2 separate regions of the Sus scrofa genome follow, and region 1 is linked to region 2. A link is a contact called in public HiChIP or PLAC-seq data. All regions are on one chromosome and are shown on one strand. Each heading gives the region's core, a stretch centred on a gene start, on an enhancer-like site or on the middle of the called end of the contact. The rest is flanking DNA. Distances are from core to core; before and after follow the strand shown. Region 1 overlaps FOXO3 (forkhead box O3). Region 2 overlaps FOXO3 (forkhead box O3).

What was found. HiChIP or PLAC-seq counts read pairs in DNA pulled down with a chosen protein or histone mark.
Region 1: a contact with region 2 is called in an H3K27ac HiChIP or PLAC-seq map of skeletal muscle. The contact joins two enhancer-like sites. A contact is called at or near these places in 11 of 47 Hi-C or Micro-C datasets (adipocytes, brain, fetal skeletal muscle and 6 more) and 2 of 2 datasets of contacts at active chromatin or transcription factors (alveolar macrophages and skeletal muscle).

Annotation. Positions count from the first base shown.
Region 1 is chr1:74,725,468-74,731,140 of Sscrofa11.1, forward strand. All of the region lies in intron 1 of FOXO3 (forkhead box O3), which reads left to right. Among named protein-coding and RNA genes, the nearest start is that of FOXO3, 99 kb to the left of the region's middle. Within about 2 kb of position 2,519, at least 25 of the 83 cell types and tissues checked have an H3K27ac peak or open chromatin away from gene starts, as enhancers often do. A contact at or near this core is called in liver, omental adipose tissue, retroperitoneal adipose tissue and 1 more, where this site is marked.
Region 2 is chr1:74,657,899-74,663,636 of Sscrofa11.1, forward strand. The region is part of intron 1 of FOXO3 (forkhead box O3); the gene reads left to right. Among named protein-coding and RNA genes, the nearest start is that of FOXO3, 31 kb to the left of the region's middle. Within about 2 kb of position 4,168, at least 34 of the 83 cell types and tissues checked have an H3K27ac peak or open chromatin away from gene starts, as enhancers often do. A contact at or near this core is called in liver, omental adipose tissue, retroperitoneal adipose tissue and 1 more, where this site is marked.

The DNA of each region.
Region 1 (5,673 bases), core at 1,269-3,768, 66 kb after region 2:
CCGATCAAGGTGGGACATGTCCACAGTGTCCCTTTGGGGGAATATCTGAGGAAAAAAAACAAGGGTCATTTCTAAAAATGATCCAGTTCCAACAAGGCTTGCCTCATTGGCGACTCATTCTTCCACCACTTCCGTCTTTTTCATAGTTCTAGGGATCGTGTTTGGAAACTTACAGCTGGGAGTATTTAGTTCAGTGACACAGGTCTGTGTAGTCTTGAAAGCTCTCTGTCCCTTGGTCACCTGTGACTGATGCCTTTCTCCTTGGGTGGTTCAGTAACTTAAGAGGGACACCCCTGGTGCTGTGGTGAGAGCTTTGCTCTAGGATTAGCCTTGGGCTTGATTTCTGGCACCACCGCCTCTAGGCAGTTACTCTTTTGGGCCTCTGTGTCCTCCTGACAGGCTTGCTCTGAAAATAAAATGAGATTCGATTTTACCGAGCACAGAAGTTAGCCCTGGCGGTACCAGGTACAATAAGTGCCTTCAGTTTGCAGGTGCAGTGGACCCTGTTTTGGATTTTTCTTGTTACCTCCGTGCTCGCTGGGAAGAGACTTTAGAACCAGATGTGTTACCTCTGGTTTCGAGGGTGCCTCTGAGTGCTCCGGGTCAACCGTGTTGCCGAGTAATGGGGCTCCATAACATCCTGAGACAAGCAGAGGGTCAGCTTTACACCCTGGCCGCACCAGAGCCCATTCTCCCGCGCCCCCCTCCTCCCAGTAGCCCACTTACCACTCTTCTGCCCACCTCTCTAATAGTACAGAGAGTCTGAAGCTCCTTCCTAGACTGTATCGTCTTATTTTTGGAAATTGGGTTGTATAATCGAAGTTAATACCCAAGGCTGAGATTCGTCAACTTGAGAACAACCTAAATGCTTCTTCCTGTTTTACAGGGGACACTTACTTCCATTCTTCGCACATTGAAGATCATTCACTGGTCTCCTGTTTTCTAACATTTCATTTTAACATATAATTCATGCCTATTTTGTGGTGACTTCCCCTTCCCACTCATTCATTGATTAGAGTGAATGAGCACCTGCTGTGTACCAGCCCCATGCTAGGAGGTAAAGCCATAATAAGACATCTGGTTGTAAAGGGCTCAGTATGTGTCAGAGGAGATAGACATCTATCCTCAAGTTGTAAAGCAAGACAGGCTGAAGTCGGATGGATGGATGGATTATCCATCGTCTGTGCTCCCTGCACCTCACCCCTTAAGTTGTTATGGTAATCCGGATGCTGGGACGAATGGTGTCTGTAGCCAGTATTTACTGTACCACCTCAAGGCCTGGAGATCTGCGTCTGTCTCAGCTTGGCCGTCCTTTCCTGGCTGATTGAATTCAGGTTTGCTTTGTATCTCTCTGGTCGTGAGTCTCTTTCACTGTAAAGTTCAGGCTGCTTATTACTAGGTGGGTTTCACAGCCTTCTCCATTTTCCACAGTATTACTTTTTAACTGAACTTTCTGCCCTGATGATTACTTATATAATGCCACATGAGACGCTGATGTGTTCCTGAATTGTGGATGTGTATTTCCAGAGCCGTTTTATTCTCCATTTCCGCCCACAGTACGTTTTCAAACTGGAAAAGTTTGCAGTTTTTTTTTTTTTTAGTCTAAGTGAAAATTATGTTATTAATAAAACTATTTCTGTTCTACTTTGCAGTGTCAGTTTCAAGAATGTCCTCTTAATAACTTCGTGGCTTTTAACCCTTTGAAGCATCCATTTTGTGTGGCTAGTCCTGCACAGCCTTAAAGGGAAATTTAAGTAGCATGTGTTTGCTGAACCCTTTATGGAAAGGGGAAGGGATTCAGTCACATCAGGAAGAAGCCCGGAGAAAGAACAGGGACAGCCAAATGCTGCAGCTTTAACCTGCTTTCTGGAGGCTGTCTTTCCGTTGACTGCATGTTGCTTCTCAGTTAGTTGCTGCTTCTTCAGGGATCGGTGGGGAGGTGGAGCTGGAAGCAGGAGGGTTTGGGGGTGGAGAGGGTGCTGCAGGGAGTGGGTGTGGGCAGAGGGCGCAAGGCTGCCAGGGTTCTCTGTGTGCCGGAAGTGCAGGTTTGGCTGGGAGGAATGGAATGTTCCCTCTTGCCCTCCAAGAGCAGAAACAGCTGTGGAAGGTCTGAAAAGATCGCTCAATGAAAAAAATTTTTAAAAAAATCAATATGAAAATAAAAACCCACACTAGGAAACCCAGCAAAACTGCCTCTAACAGTGCAGGTAGCTCTTTAGGGGAGTTTTCTTCCCATCTAGGATATCTTTTTCTGTTGGGGGCAGAACAGATTGCCTAGGTCTTCCTCTCCTAAACGAGCTTCCCATGTCTTACTTTTGTTGGGATAGAAAATGGATTCATTTTGCCCATCACCAGGGTTGTTATTTTATTCCTCCAAACGAGAGGCCAGAATCTGTGCTTACTGCATAAAAACTTGAAACAAACGTTAGTTTTCCAAGATCTCTCTGGGTAGAAGATTATTGTCAGCAAGTTTAATGGAAATCTTGTTTCTAGCCGGAAATTTAATCCTTCAGCCAAATTCCTGACAATATTTATTTTAGAAAATCATTTTTTAAAAATAAGTCTCTTAATGGTTGAAACATTTAGTGTTCTAGAGATGAGTAAGAGTGGAGCTTGCCTGGAACTTGTCTTGCACATCAGGGTTGATTATGTAATCCTCTATATGAATGTTTGTATTTTCTTCTCTGTCTGAAAGGCTCCTGTAGCTGGTCCATATGTATAGTCAGAGATAATAACTCTGACTTCAGGTCTGTTTTATGCTCTCATACTTTGCATACTCACTTTCGATCAAGTTAGCCCTCAGATAACATGTAGGAGAAGAGGGTAAGCCAGCTAAATGGCTAATGGCTAATAAGAACCAGCCCTCACACTCCCCCCTCAGGTGGTGGCACTGTTTGGCCCTTTGCAGTGTCCCCTCCCTCCCCAGGGTCTTTGCACTGAGTGCAGTGATACAGTGTTTTGTACAGCCGAGGAATGAGACACTTTTTTTTTTTTTTTTTTAATATTCTCGAGGCTCTCTTTGCTTGTGTACTTTGGTTCTCAGAGAAGTTCAGTAAGTAACACTTGGAAGCTAATAAGTACCTCAGCATTGGGGTATGGCTTTTTCCGTGGTTATTTTTATGCAGTCTCTCTTTTTGGCATATTGTTTGAAGGACAGTCTATTATAAAAGAGATATGTGAGGCTGCATGCTAATTTAGGGAGGGTTCTGAAAATTACAGGGATCAATTACTGTCCCAGCCCATCCCTTCTTCAGCCCGTATCAGTTCCTACTTTTGCAAAAGTCCACTTGCCCTGTTTTCTGTCCATGCCTAGCGATTTTGGATGGAGAAGTGGCATGGGGCAGACTGGATGACTATCATACGAGGCAGTGCGAGATCAGGGACCCTTCCCCCTACCTTTAAGAAAAACAAAGATATCTGGACCTCAGTGATCTGCAAAACTGTTCTAAACTCTCCATTTTACTCTGTACCTATAAACATAACTTTAATCTATGAGCCTGATTCTCCTCCTTACCTTCTAAAATGTGGAACCTTGAACCTGAAGAACATGTGCTGTGCTGTGTTATCAGACCTGGAAGGACCAGCAGTACATTAGCTTTGGACTCAGAGTCTTAGCCAGTAGAAACATACAGGGGAAATTCTAGTGATTCTCAGCTCTAACTGCACCTTAGAATAATCAGGGGAGCTTTAAAAATGTTCCTCTGCCCAGGCCTTACCTGTACCAGTTCCTAAGAGTGAGTTCTTAAAAGTCTCCCCAGGTGCTGAGAAGAGGCAGCCAGGGTGGAGAACTGATACCTAAGAGAAATCATGGCTTCGGCCTGAGAACTGCCCTTGACAGAGCCTGTCATTATAAATCTAAGAGCCTGCCTTTGCCCTGCTGTTTTATGGCTCCCAGCCCCCAGGGTCTCCCCCTGACTCATGGTTTCCATCGGCCTTTTCACGTGACCATTTTCATCTACCTTTCAGCAGATGCATACATTTGGATTTAGGCCTTTGGCAGCCGCATTCTGAATTCTCAGTGCCCACAAGTCAAAGCAGGGAGACCTACTGGAAGGGCTGGTCCTGTGTGCAAGGTGGATGAGTATAGGATTTAAAAGTAGTCCTTTACAGTGGTCCCCACTGACATCCCTTGGGGCCCAGGGAGATGCCTGCAATCTGCTTGGTGGGAAGCAATGGGTCTGGCTTGGGAGCTGACAACCGTAACTCATTTTGAGATACAAAAAAATAAATAAATAAATAAAAAGCAGAGGCCTTTAAGAGTTAAATTACACAACTCCCTTTTTATTTTTAAAGTCAGTGGATTCCTTGTTGCCTTTGCTGAGAAAGATAAATTGATACCACATGTTGCTTCCAGACAAAACCCTCTCTGTGTTCCAGGGGAAGCACATGCAGCTGGTGTCTGGGTTAGTGGAGAGTCCTTACAAGGTAAACATGGGTTGGAAGGGGCTGGAGCAGACAGAGGGTAGCAACATTTGGGAAATTACCAGCTCCTCCTGAGTGGCACAGCACCTTTGAAATACTTTTAAGAGTTTGAAATCTTTTCCTGGAAGGAGCCGCCCTCTCACCTTTTGGCTTCAAGTGTATGATGCTCGGAAAACAGTAAGTGAACATTCGTGATGTCACTGCTTCCGTATGTGGGATCTGACAGTTGAGAGCCTCTTTTGTGCTTGGCACTCCGATGAGTAATTTGCATGCGTAATTTAATCTTCCCAAAGATCCAAGAGTTTGACAGAGAGGCTGTTTTTATTCCCATTTTGTGAAAGAGGTGGCCAAGGTTAGGTCAGTTGCCCAGGGTCATAGGACAGGAGTCCAGCTACGACCTGGCTGACATTGAAGCCTGCCTCCCGCCATCGGCCACCTTAAATTGCATTTGTGAATTACCCGCTTTGTAAAATATTAGTGGAATACTTACTCGTTTCAGGCAGCTTCTCTCCAACACCGAATCAAATCTGATCCGTTTGCGGTCCATCTGTCTTCACAGCCAGTTGGCATAAATATAGTGACTGTGTGAGCTTTGGCATTAGAGATAAATATATCTTGCATTAGGAAGCTGTCTTCCTTATTGAAAGAAAAAGAATTTGGAGATTCTGATAAGGACAGTCATCTCTCTGCTGATTTCTTCAGGGAGGGCCAAGGAGTGGGCTCTCTAGGCTGTGGACCACAGTCAGCATGACTGTGAGATGTGAGTTCCTTCCTTCACACACCGTCTTCACATTCCTCCTTGAAGAATTAGGCCCCTCGTGGCAGCTGCAATCACACAAGACAGGTTTGCCGGCTCTGTTACCAATTAACTTCACCCAGTGCAGGCCTTGCTTCATTGTAAATGGTTTTGTGAAAGAGAAGATTGACATAAAAATGAGACAGAGTAATCTGCCCTGTCTTCAGACACATTGTGTTTCAGTCGCTTTCAGGGTTTTCCACATCTTTGGGCCCAAGTTGAGGGAAAAAAAAAAAAGAAAGAAAATTGGCCTATTTGTCCCTGACAAAAGTTTCTTCCTAGAAATGTTAGGTTTGCTGTAATTCAGCCTCTGGGTATCTTGGTGGATTTAAATAACCAGAACTGTTGACATGGTTTGGAGTTGGGATTCTAGTAACTGAGGGGCTCATTTAGTAAGCAAATGTGATGACAGAACGGCCTGAGGTCTAGCAGCGGGGGTCCTGGTTGGCAATATT
Region 2 (5,738 bases), core at 2,918-5,417:
GAATAATCAAAACACAAAAGCATGTTGCCTAGGATGAAACTGTTGCAAAATCAAGTGATGTATTTTTATTCCTAAGGTAAATTTTCATCCTCTAGAGATTTATTCTTAATCAAAGGAGACCATCTTCTGTACATAGTATGTCATAATAAAAACCCTTAATCATTAGTATTTAGACAAAAACAGGCACATGGATATGTAAAGTTAAATGTCAAGACTGTAACTCATTAACAGGATTTAATTTAAATCCCCATCCCCCCCTTTTTTTTTTGCTTTTTAGGGCTGCACCTGCGGCCTATGGAAGTTCCCAGGCTACAGGTCAAATTGGAGCTGCAGCTGCCAGCCTACACCACAGCCACAGCCACAGCGGATCTCTCTCTGACCCACTGAGTGAGGCCAGGGATCGAACCTGCATCCTCTTGGATGCCTCAGTGGTCAGAATTGTTACCACTGAGCCACAATGGGAACTCCTATTTTTTTTTTTTTTTTTTTAGGAGTAATACTTTAATTAGAGGAAAGGAAAGGGGCAGTGGATAGACAAAATAAAAATACTTATTTACAGACTGTAATGGCCAAGGATTATGAATGGAGAATTGAGGTTGATTTTTCTGTCAGAATTTTGGATGCCATGTTTACAAAATCTCTTATGGTTCCAAAAATGTGCAGCTTTTCTCTTTTTAGTCTTGGCATTATTGCTCTTTTATGAGACTGGAGAGAATATTAGAGTTCCTTCTAGGGTAGCCTCCTCATTCAGTAGAAGAAACTAAGGCCCAGAAGTTGGTGGTGGGCTCAGAGCACTCACCTAGGGGTAGGCAGGGTGGTCTGGAAGCTGCATTCTTACTTTGGGCTTCTCCTTTAGAAGAAGCTCCTGCCTGCCTTTGTGACTATTTTAAAGACCTGTTTGGGACCTGGGTAGGGAATGGGGGCTGAGGGCACAGAGATTTCCTTTTGCCCCAGGGCATTAGAGTTTCTCATTCACAGCCCAAGTGTCTCTGGGACTCACTGGGAGCTCTTTTAGGGCCTCTCTTTTTGTTTTCTGTACCCTGTAATGGGGACTGAGGGTATCCATTTACATTCAGGATTGCCTACCACCTACCTGAGGCTGAATACCACATGGGTTAGGGTAAGGGTTAGTATGAAGGATTTTTTTTTTTTTCTTTCTCTGCCTGCCCTGATGGCAGATGGAAGTTCCCAGGCCAGGGATGGAATTCCAGCTGTGCTGCAACCTACTCCACAGTTTTGATTTTTGCCACTGCTGTGGCCACGCCAGATCATTAACCCACTGCGGCTGGGCTGGGGATTGAACCAGCACCTCCACAGCGACAAGCTGGATCGTTAATCCACTGTGCCACAGCGGAACTCCAAGGGATGTTCTTTAATACTGTTACAACAGTATTTCCCAAACTATTTCCTTGGAAAGAGTAGGAGTCTTCGCTGTTGGAGCCATTAGGTTGAACCCAATTTAGGTGGTATGTTGTATTTTCTTTTCTAAACAGGACTTCTTGGGGCAATCCTGTCCCAACCTTTTGGTGGTAAAGTAACTCAGGAGTCAGCATGAAACCTCAAAATCTGACTAATCAGGCAAAAACAGAAGGATGAGAGCCAAATTAAATCTAGCCCTGAAGTTCACTTCTGGGTCAGGCCTTTAGGAAGCAGCACATGAAACTTTACTTGGATATAGTTTCCTCGTGGTTCTTTAGCAGCTTGAAATAACATCTGGAGCTGCCAGTAAACAGAAATCTCAGGATATCTTTTTTCTTTCCATCTGATTGAACAAGGTATTGTTTAGGGAGGTGAAACAAAACTTTGTATTCCTAAAGTCAAAGGTTTTTGAGATCTCCACTTCATGCAGTAACTTACAGGTTCCAGTGACTTTGAAAGACATAATGATATTCTTAAAAAGCTTTATGTACCTGCTTTAAAGTTAACCACTGCTGCCTTTTTATTTAAAAAAAAAAAAAAGCTTGGGGAGTTTCCGTTGTGACTCAGTGGTAATGAACCCGGCTAGTATCCGTGAGGACATAGGGTCTATCCCTGACCTCACTCAGTAGGTCAGGGATTTGGCGTTGCTGTGAGCTGTGGTGTAGGCCGGCAGCTGCAGCTCTGATTCAACCCCTAGGCTGGGAACTTCCATATGCTGCAGGTGCGACCCTAGAAAGACCAAAAAAAAAGTTTGGAAAGTTGTAGTAAATAAATGATGCAAAGGAAATGCTGTGCAGCAATAAAGAGAAACAGCCACAGATACACGGATGGCTCTCAAACACACAGAAGGTACATGCCGTTTGATTTCATTTATCTGAAGTTCTATGAAAGGCAAAACTAGCCCATGGTAACAGAGCAAATCCGTGTTTACAGGGGCTGTGGGCCTTAGAGATAGGCTGCCAAAAGGGCATGAGGGAACTTTCTGGGGAAATGAAAACATTCTGTATCTTTATGGTGGTGGTTCTTTTTATTTTGGTGTACACATTTGCCAAAATTCATCCAGCTGTGTGCCAAAAATGAGTGCATTATTTGGTATGTAAATGATGCCTTGATAAAGTTGATTTGAAAAGAATGGGAGTTCCCTGGTGGCTTAGTGGGTTAAGGATCCGGCATTGCCACTGCTGTGGCCTGGGTTGCTGCTGTGCCGTGGGTTTGATCTCTTGACCACGAACTTCCGCATGCTGTGGGGCACGGCCAAAAAGAAAAAGAACATTTAGAAAAGGCTATCATTGGAATTTATGTAGCTGGAGGAACAGATATGCATCTGGTCCAGTTTTTCAGCCCTGAAGCCTGGCCCTCTGCTTTCCCATTTCTTCAGTTATTCCTACATGCATGATTATCATGTCACCTGCTCTCCTACTCTTTTTGAGATTTGAGTTTTAGATTTGAACTTAGAGTTCTTGTTCGTGGTCAGCAAGAATGTGTTTTAAATTCTCCTGAAATTATTTTTCAAGTAAGAGGTTCTGTAAGCCTTGGTAGTTTTCTGGAAGGGAGGCGTGGTAGAAGCACAAGTGTCTGTGTGTGGGAAGAGGGTGTGTGTCCTCAGATAATTGTTCCGCGGTTCCTCACACCTGTCTAAGCTCCTGTGTGAACACGAAAAGTGTCATGAATTTTGCTTCTGGCGTTTGGGTGCCACAGCTGGGGCCTAGGGTTGCACTTTGTTGTGGTTTCGGAGTCTCAGAGAAGCCATTTGTTGAGGATGGTCGTGCGGGTGGTGTGATTCAGCGGGTAAGGGGTGGAGGATGGGTCTCAGCGCTTTCATTGCTCTCCAGTCTTTCATCTCATCTCAATCCCATTAGAAATTAGAGACGGCATTTTCCTAGTGTGTCCACAGAGAATTGGATGCATGCTTGGGAATGTATAATTCAGTGGGTGATGGGAACATCTAGGTATCGGGAATGTTGTTGAGTGTTTTTAAAGTTCAGGTCCTCCATGTGAAATCAAAGTTAGGCTCTAAGAAAGACTGAACTTGCTCTTAATGGATTGCATTTGTTGGATTTGGTTCAAGTGTTTTTTCTTAGAAGGGAGGATTACGCATTATAGTAACAAGATGTTCTTTTATTTCCTAGTTTATCAAAAGATGTTGATTGTGAAATAGGGTGTGCAGATATTTTAGATCTTAACTATTTTTAAATAGATGAGCTCGGAAGAGTGAGAAAAGGTGGTGTCGGAAGGTTAACTGGGCCAGAGGAGAGCTAGATAATTGGGAGAGCGGGGAGGGAAACATTTTTTTTTTTCCTTTGCTGTGTAGTTCCCTTTGACCTCTTTTGGTTGTGTGCTTGTGTTGTGTCTTTGTTAACTGGCTTTTCTTAAGAGTGGGGCAGGAGGGGCCCAGAGCTGTGTGCTGATGTTCTTCTTCCCTCTTTCTGGTTTTTCTCTCCCCAGAAAGTTGTTGGCAAATGAATTTCGGGGGTGGGGTGGGCTGCTTGAGATTGGTTTTATAAGTTTCTTTACAAAATGAAAGCAGGTGAAGTGTGTGAAATGTTAGAGAAGAAAGGAGAGTCCTCGGCTTGCTCAGCGTCTTCCCCCTGGGCTCTGCCTCCCTCTCAGGCCCCTTCTTCCTCGGGGCTTGCCCTGCTAGCTTCCTATTCCTGCTCTCCAGACTCCAAGAATGCAGATGTCAGGCCTGGGTGCCTCCTCCCTGCTGATGGCCCTGGTCGTCCATGTCCCCTCGATCCCTGGGGGCCTCTGGGCCTGGCTTTCCTGTTGCAGTGACTGGGTCAGAGTGGGTCAGCACAGCCGGGCCTCGTCGCCATATCTGGCTTTGTTGACCCTGGCAGAGATCCAGCTCTTTCCAAACTGACTCCCTCCTGCCTCCCTTGTTCGGGCGGCGAGATAAAGACGGTTTCACCTGAGCAGTTTCTGCGGGGCTCTCCCTTCCTTAGGGCTTGTGGAAGCCATTTGAGAATGTGCCTTACGGGTCTGTTACGTGTCAGTGCAGATATGTGATTGGGGCAGAGACATTTGTGATCCAAAGTATTTTCATGGTGGTTCCCCAAACAACACGAGCAAGAACTAAGAGTTCAGTTTATCCTCTTGGTATTTTAATGTTGTTCTCAAGGAGAGATTTTTTTTTTTTTTTTTTTTTTTTTAAGAGGCCATCCTTCCCGCTCCCCTCTGTCCCAAGCAGCTGGGATTTGCAAACCCTTGTCAGGGCAAAAGACTGCTGCTTATTTTTGTTGCATTTATGAGAGATGTGAGCATGTAGTGTAGTGTGGTGGAATGCAAGTTGAGTTTTCGGGAATCCTGGAAGTATTTCTGAAGAAGGAGCTAGGGCGAACATACTTTTCATTATAACTAGCACCTAACTCTTTAACCTGAGCTGAATTTAATGAATGATACAGAAAAACCTTGGTGCTTATTATATTGAATTCATTTCCCAAGCATTTTCATTGTTTTGTATGAAATATAGCATAGGTTTTTGTTATTAAAAAAACTCAATAAAAGCTATTGAGGACAGGGGATACTTTTTCCCTTTAATTATTTGATGTTTTTTTTCTATCCTAGAAACATGTCTTTCTAGAGGGGAGGGCAAACTTGTTAATGCAGTTCCCTCAAACTAGTTCATTACTCTAGGATGTAAATGGCATAACGAGAGCAGAAACTTTATAGAACCTTCCTTCGTGTCTTCCCATTCCTAAGAGTTTAGGATAAAACGCACTTTTATGTTTATAGTAGTTACCGTCCAATAGAGCTTTTTGTGCAGACATGAAATCATAATGACCTTTGTGCAGATGTGAAATCTAATGACCTCTGTGAGACCACATGTTATGAGTGTCCTGCTGGTGTTATCATGCCAAGCTGCTATTTTATCTTGTTAGTGATAAGCTTCATGGTTCTGGAAATTGATTTTGCATTAATGCAGAATATAGGGTCAAGTAGAGGATATTTCAAGATTCTGGTAAAATAAATGTTTTAGTGGTGGCAGCCCAGTTCTCTGTCATTGTCACACTCTACCCAGACCCTGGTTGCTTCCTCCTGTCTTTTTTGTTTAAGCTTATTACCTTTTTGTTTTTCCTTCCTACAAATTTCCCTTCCTTTTAAGAATGTCCCCCAAACTTATAATCTGTCAGTATGTATTATTTTTCTCTAAAAGTCAAATGCCTTGTTTTCTACATGTCTCCTCTCCATTCCATTATCCCATGACATTGAAAACATTTTTTTCAATGTTATAATACCATTTTTGTTATTATTTACATTATTATGAATGGACCCCTTTGAGAAAGTTGTGCAGCCTATCTCCAGAAAAATGCGGTTGC